Regions from separate parts of the Pan troglodytes genome. Here region 2 is linked to region 1. Evidence: chromatin contacts called from public Hi-C data. All regions are on one chromosome and are shown on one strand. Each heading gives the region's core, a stretch centred on a gene start, on an enhancer-like site or on the middle of the called end of the contact. The rest is flanking DNA. Distances are from core to core; before and after follow the strand shown.

Region 1 (2,957 bases), core at 391-2,890:
GCAAGCGGAACAGTGTAATGAGGGAGACAGACGGGGCGCAGCCTTGCTGATCTCTTGGCTGGGAGCCCTACCTACCCCAAGGGCCCGAGGAGGGGAGAGGGGGGAAGCATCTCCCAGGGGCCTGAGTAGCTTCCTGAACCCCAGCCCAAGGACCAGAAGCCAGGCACTCTTTCCAGTTACCTTGTCCCCACCCCCCTGCAAGTTGGGAGGGCAGCCTGGAGGGGTAGTCAGCTCCCACAGCACACAGTGAGGATCCAAGAGGCTCCGGCAAGTCACCAAGCCTCTCTGTGCCAGGCCCCTGCTGGGAGCTGGGACACGGGGTGACCAGGGCCCCTACCATCTGCTGGGGAGGACTGATAGCCCGTAGTAGACCTTGGCTAATGCTGGGGTCACCTGGTCTATGCCTGTCGCAGGCATGGGGTGCCGTGGGAACATCTGGGGCCCCGCCTCAGCCCTGGTGAGAGAGCAGCGAAGGGGCCCTGCGTGCTAAGCAGGCTGAGCTGACTGTGGGGGCGAGTGGGGAGCTCTGGGGGGTTGAGGGCATGCCCTGCAGCTAGAGCCTACACTGTGGCTCCTCTCAGGCCCCTCATGCCAGGCCCCACCCCTGCCATCCCCACCCCTTCCTGGGCAGAAACCAAGACCAAGGTCAGGGCGCTTCCGGAATTCCCTTCCCGAAAGAACTGTTGCCTACTCAATGCTGCCCCGCCCCGGCTGTCTCCCCTGAGCCATCTCCCATGACGGGTCATGGGGAAGGGTAGACATGGGGGTGGCAGCTGGACGCCTGCGGCACCAGGCGAAGCAGAGGAGGGGTGCAGTGAGGGGCATTCGGGGAGAGGTGCGGGATGCCCTCAGAGGCTGCGTCCTGGATGAACCAGCTCAGGAGAGGCCCTCGGCTCCTGGCGCATCCCTATCAGTCCCTCCGACGGCCTGTGGCCAGGCCCCACTGCCGCCTCCAGGGAGCCACTGTCGCCTCCTCCCGCAGAGGCCCCTCTGACCTAGCAGCAGGCACCCCCGGCCCTGGCATCTGACCCATAGCAGCCCCAGCCCCAGGGTCTCCCCCAGCCCAGGCTCCCACGACAGCCAGCAACCCCCGGGGCCCCTCACAGGAGACCGAGCTGCTGGCACTGCAGTCCTTGGCACTGAAGTCCTCATGTCTGACTCACTGGCTGGTCCCCCATCTCCCATGTCCCTGACCCCCCTGCTTCTGTCTGGCTGGGCCTCCTTGCCGGCTGCTCGCCACTTCCCGCCCCACAGGGGCTCTCTGCACAGGGCAGACGGTCCCTATGGAGGCACAAACCCGGTCACACCATGGGCTTCCCGCTGCCCACGCACCCCTGGGAGGCCACGCTTTGCCCCAAGTCACATGGGGTCCTCTACAGGGCCTTCCCCTTGGGCTCCACCTGCGCTTGGGACGCAGGTGAGGATGCGCACAGCTCGCCCCTTCCTGCTCATTGTGCTTTTTTTTAACGAAGAGGTACAGCATTCTCCCCCGCCCCCCTCTCCCCGCTTACAACTCCAACCCAGGGAAGGGCCAGGCAAGGCGGAGCTCCCACGCCCTCCAGGCAGAGGCTCCGTTCTCCTCCAGCGCGAGGACGGCCTGGGAAGATTCCAGGCGTGAGCGCGGCCCCGGGAAGGGCGGGAGCGCCACCTAGCGGCCCTTGGAGGACAGCGCAGGGCAGCCCCGCGGAGCACCCAGCAGGTTCCGCAGTCACAAGCAGAGCCCAGTGACACAGGGGCGCACACACGCGTGCATACTCACACTCACACACTCACGTGCGCACTCACATGCGCGCGCACACGTGCACATTCACACACACCCCCACACGGCCTCGCTGCGGACGTGCACAGGGAGCCAGGAGAAGGTCCTGGAACTCAGCCCGCCACAGCAGCGCCCACGCTGCACCCGGCACCTCCCGGGCAGGGGCAGGTCCACCACACTCCACACAGGGCTGCAGCGCCACGCCCTGCCCTCCTAACTGTAGGGCCTGGCCCAGATGTGCCAGGGCGGAGACTGCGAGGGAGCGGCTGCAGGGTCATCCTGGCCAGGCCCCTCTGGGCAGCATGGACAGTGTCCCTTCACCAGGAACGTCTCCACTTGGCTGTGAGGCAGCACAGCCTGGGCAGCTCAGGAGGCTCAAGACCACGCTCCTGGCCATGGGGACACCTGGGGCCGCTCACAGCTCAATGGGGGGCACTCCGGGGTACAAAGCGCAAGCTCTAGGGGTCTGGGAGCTTCGGCTCTGGGGGTGCACATCCCCCACCCCAAAGCTGGTGGGTGACCCCAGGCGGTCCGGAAGATCTCCAGCCGTCATAGGCCGACCTTTGCGGCCTCACCTGGTGGGGCCCCTGCCACGGCGCCCAGCCATGTACCCGGGATCGACCCCCTCCCGACGGGCTCTCGGTCCGGCCGGCGGCAGGGCCAGTGCAGACACTCACCAGGACTTAGGCTCCCCAAAGTGCAGGTAGTTGATGCTGTACAGGTCCATGTCCTCGGTGTGCCAGGCGAAGGTGGTCTTCCACATGCCGAAGTACAGGTAGGGCGTGTTCACGCCCTCGATGATGGTGCCGCACTCGCGCTCCACCATGTCCAGGATGGTCCGGAGGCTCCCGATGTTCCACTGGGCCACGTCCTGTGGGGCGGCAGAGCAGTGTCGGCAACCGCCCGGCCACCCCCAGAACCTGCGAGCCCTGGGGTGCAGGCTAATTCTCCCCAGAGTCCCAGGGGTCGCTGCCCATCCTCCTCCACCCCAGTATCTGCGGCCCCCCCAGGGGCTGGTCATACCCTGCAGACCAGGGGCTGGTCTTACTCTGTGTGAGATTCTTGCCCAGGCTGGAGTGCAGTGGCAGAATCATAGCTCACTGCAGCCTCAACCTCCCAGGCTCAGGTAATCCTCCAGCCTCAGTCTCCTGAGTACCTGGGACTATAGGCTATAGGCGTGAGAAACCACACCTGGCTA
Region 2 (3,353 bases), core at 726-3,225, 290 kb before region 1:
TTGAGTTCCTCTGTTGGGCACCAGGCCTTCTCCAAATATGTGCCTTGAGGAAATAAATGCTTTCGACATGATCAAAACACAAGGACTGATGTGCAATCTTGCTTGGTGGCTGTGAGCCCTCCAACCCCCTTACCTTTGTCAATATCCCCCTTTTATTTTTTACTTCCGCTCTGTTTTTTTTTTTTCCTTATTTTTGAGAGTCTCACTCTGTCGCCCAGGCTAGAGTGTGCAGTGGTGTGATATTGGTTCACCGCAACCTCTGCCTCCCGGGTTCAAGAGTTTCTCCTGCCTCAGCCTCCCAACTAGCTGAGACTACAGGCACCTGCCACCACGCTCGGCTAATTTTTGTATTTTTAGTAGAGATGGGGTTTCGCCATGTTGGCCAGCCTGGTCTCGAACTCCTGACAAGTGATCTGCCCACCTTGGCTTCCCAAAGTGCTGGGATTACAGGCATGAGTCACCGGGCCCGGCCTCTTTTTTCTTATTATTCCATCTTCAGGCACCAGTGGCAGCCAGGCTGCCACATTATAGCAATTCGTCATCACACCCTCCTTAGGAGTAGGGGCTACCTTGCCCCATTTTACAGATGAGAGCTGAGATCCAGAGGCAAATCCACTCTACAGATGGGGAAAGTGAGGCTCAGGGCCTCACACAGCAAGTCAGTGTTTTAGCTGGGTTCCAACTGTGGCTCGTCCTGACTACAGGGAAGCAGGGGATGGTAATTAGGTGAGACCTGTGTAAAGTGCTTACTCTATAAGAAGTGCTCCATCATCCATTCATTCATGTGTTCAGCCTACACATAGGGATCTCTGGAGCCACACTGTAGTGTAACTAGAATAAAAACGGGATAATGGGACCAGGCGCGGTGGCTCACGCCTGTAATCCCAGCACTTTGGGAGGCCAAGGTGGACGGATCACTAAGGTCAGGAGTTCAAGACCAGCCTGGCCAACATGGTGAAACACTGTCTCTAACAAAAATACAAAAATTCGCCAGGCGTGGTGACAGCACGCCTGTAATTCCAGCTACTCCGGAGGCTGAGACAGGAGAATAGCTTGAATCCAGGAGGCGGAGGTTACAGCGAGCCGCGATCACGCCACTGCATTCCAGCCTGGGCGACAGAGTGAGACTCCAACTCAAAACCAAACAAACAAACAACAACAACAACAACAACAAACCGGGATAATGGGATAGAGTGGAGTGGGGCGTGGCTGGTAGCTGTTGTCAGGGAGGGCTTCTCCCAGGCGCTGCTTATTTGAGCAGAAATTGGAAAGATGAGAAGGGGAAGATCTTGGATGCTCAAGTTAGAGGAACTGTAAGAAGCTGGCTGAGGCGGGAGGATCACCTGAGCCCAACTACTCAGGAGGCTGAGGCGGGAGGATCACCTGAGCCCAGGAGTTTGAAGCTGCAGTGAGCTATGATCATACCACTGTACTGAGGCCCAGGTGGCAGACCCCATCTCTTAAAAAGCAAAGAAGGAGCAGCTGGTTTTTCTGGATCATTGACATGGTGGGGGGGAGGGGACAGGGTAATGGGCGCTAATGTGAAACGGCGAGCTGCAGAGAGGAGGCGGGATTTTATTCCAAGGGTACTGGGGAGCCCTGGCACAGTTTAGGGCAGCGCACAGAAAGTGCCATGCCCTTTGCACCCAGGACGCTGGGGCTCCCGCACGGACAGTAGCCCCAGGGGCCCTTCCCGCCGCCGCCGCCGCCACCATCACCACCACCGCAGCCGCCCACGTGTCCCGCGAAGCCCCGCTCCCCACGTGCTCCCGCGGCCCTTTAAACACCCCGGGGCCACGTGACCGCGCTGCGCCGTCCCATTGGCCGGGGGGCGTGGCGGCCGCGCGGCTGCGCAGTGACGCGCACGGGCCGGCCCTGCCCCCGACCCGGCGGCGGCGGCGGCGGCGCTGGCGGAAGGGATGACGTCACCGGCTGGGGGGGCGCGCGAGCCGGAGCTAGGGGAGCGCGAGCCGCAGTGAGTGTCCTCGCGCCGCCCGCCCGGCAGCCCGGCCGGCGCGCGCACGCCGCGAGCCGCTGGCGCTCGGGCTCCGCTCGGATCCCATGCAACAGCCAGGATGTGAAGCGGGGCAGAGCCGGGGGAGCCCAGCCCAGCCAGCCTCCAGGTAAAGCCAAAAAAAAAAAAAAAATCATGGATTAGAGGAAAAAAAAATGCAGGCGCTCCAAGGGGGGTCTCGGAGGCAGCCGAGTGGGCAGCGCGCCGGCTTTGTGCCGGGGAAGCCTGCACGGCCATTGTGCTCGGAGGATGCTCGGCTGCAGCCAGTTGCACGCCCAGCCGCTGCGCCCCGGTAGCTGCGCCCGGACAATGCCCCGAGGGACTGGGCCGGGGCCGCGCTGGGGGCGCTCGGCAGGGGGGGCTGGGGGGCTTCGTCCGCGGCGTGGGAGGGGGCTGGGCTGGAAGCGCCCGGAGCGCGGCGTTGGAAGCTGCCCAGCGCCGCCGGCTGCACCACCCCGGGCTGCGGGCGGGGCAGAGGCGCGGAGGGGGGCGCGCGTGTGTGCGGAGCGGTTGCCGGCCCCGGCGGCGCCCGGCCCGGGTCCCCGGGCGGGTCCTGGAGGCAGGGGGCGCTGTGCCGGGGGATGGGGGGCGTGCGGGCGCCCCGGAGCGGAGAGGAGCCGGGACGGGTGGCTCCAGGCAGGGTGGCTCCAGGGCTGCTGCGCCCGCCGCCTTCCCTCTCCGGGTCCCCCTCCCCTGGAGACCCCCGAGTCTACGCCGTCTCCGCTGGAACACTCCGGGCCCTGTCGTTGCCTTATGGGAGGTCGCCCCTCCGGCACTCGGGCATTGCCCCACCCTTCTGCGGCCCCGGCGCCCCCTTCCAGCCTCCCCACCCAGGGGCGAGCCTCAGCCCCCAGCCCCAGGGGCTCTGGCAGGCAGACGCGCACGCCCAGCACCCCAGTCTCCCCTCCGCGCTGGGGGCCCCGTGGGGATCCCGAGAGTGGGGAAGCCGCCCCTGGAACCGCCAGCCCCGCGGGTTCCGCACGCCCCGGGAGCCCCCGGGGGCTGCGGGGGGAGGGGAGGTGACGTCATCCCGGGGGGCGGGGCCGTCGGCACCGGGTTAAAGGGGGCGCGGGGCGTGCCCTGAGGGGAGCCCCCCAGGTTAGAGTGCCCGCGCCGTGGGTGCGAGGGTTCGGCCAGGCTGCGGCCAAGTTCATCTCTCTTGATGGGAATCTCTCCTAAAATTAAGATCCTCCCCTTCGGACCTCCCCCTACAAATCCTGGACATTTCCCAATTCCCCCCGTTCCCAAATTGGGGAACTCCCCTTCGGCCGCTTTCTCTCTAGAATCCTCAAATCAGGGAACCTTTCCCACAAACTGGGAATCTTTTTTTCAACCACAC

What was found. A called contact is a pair of places that touch in the nucleus more often than the background predicts.
Region 2: a Hi-C map of stem cell-derived neural progenitor cells shows a contact between it and region 1, with 2.4 times the contacts expected there. The contact joins the promoter of PTPRS here to the enhancer-like site in region 1. A contact is called at or near these places in 2 of 7 Hi-C or Micro-C datasets (blood and stem cell-derived neural progenitor cells) and 1 of 1 datasets of contacts at active chromatin or transcription factors (stem cell-derived excitatory neurons).

The regions. Positions count from the first base shown.
Region 1 is chr20:7,395,279-7,398,235 of NHGRI_mPanTro3-v2.0_pri, reverse strand. It overlaps KDM4B (lysine demethylase 4B), which reads right to left. Exons shown (of 23, transcript XM_054673182.2): 6 at 2,437-2,630. Among named protein-coding and RNA genes, the nearest start is that of KDM4B, 82 kb to the right of the region's middle. Within about 2 kb of position 1,640, at least 11 of the 24 cell types and tissues checked have an H3K27ac peak or open chromatin away from gene starts, as enhancers often do. A contact at or near this core is called in stem cell-derived neural progenitor cells, where this site is marked.
Region 2 is chr20:7,689,913-7,693,265 of NHGRI_mPanTro3-v2.0_pri, reverse strand. It overlaps PTPRS (protein tyrosine phosphatase receptor type S), which reads left to right and starts at 1,975. Exons shown (of 32, transcript XM_054673216.2): 1 at 1,975-2,123.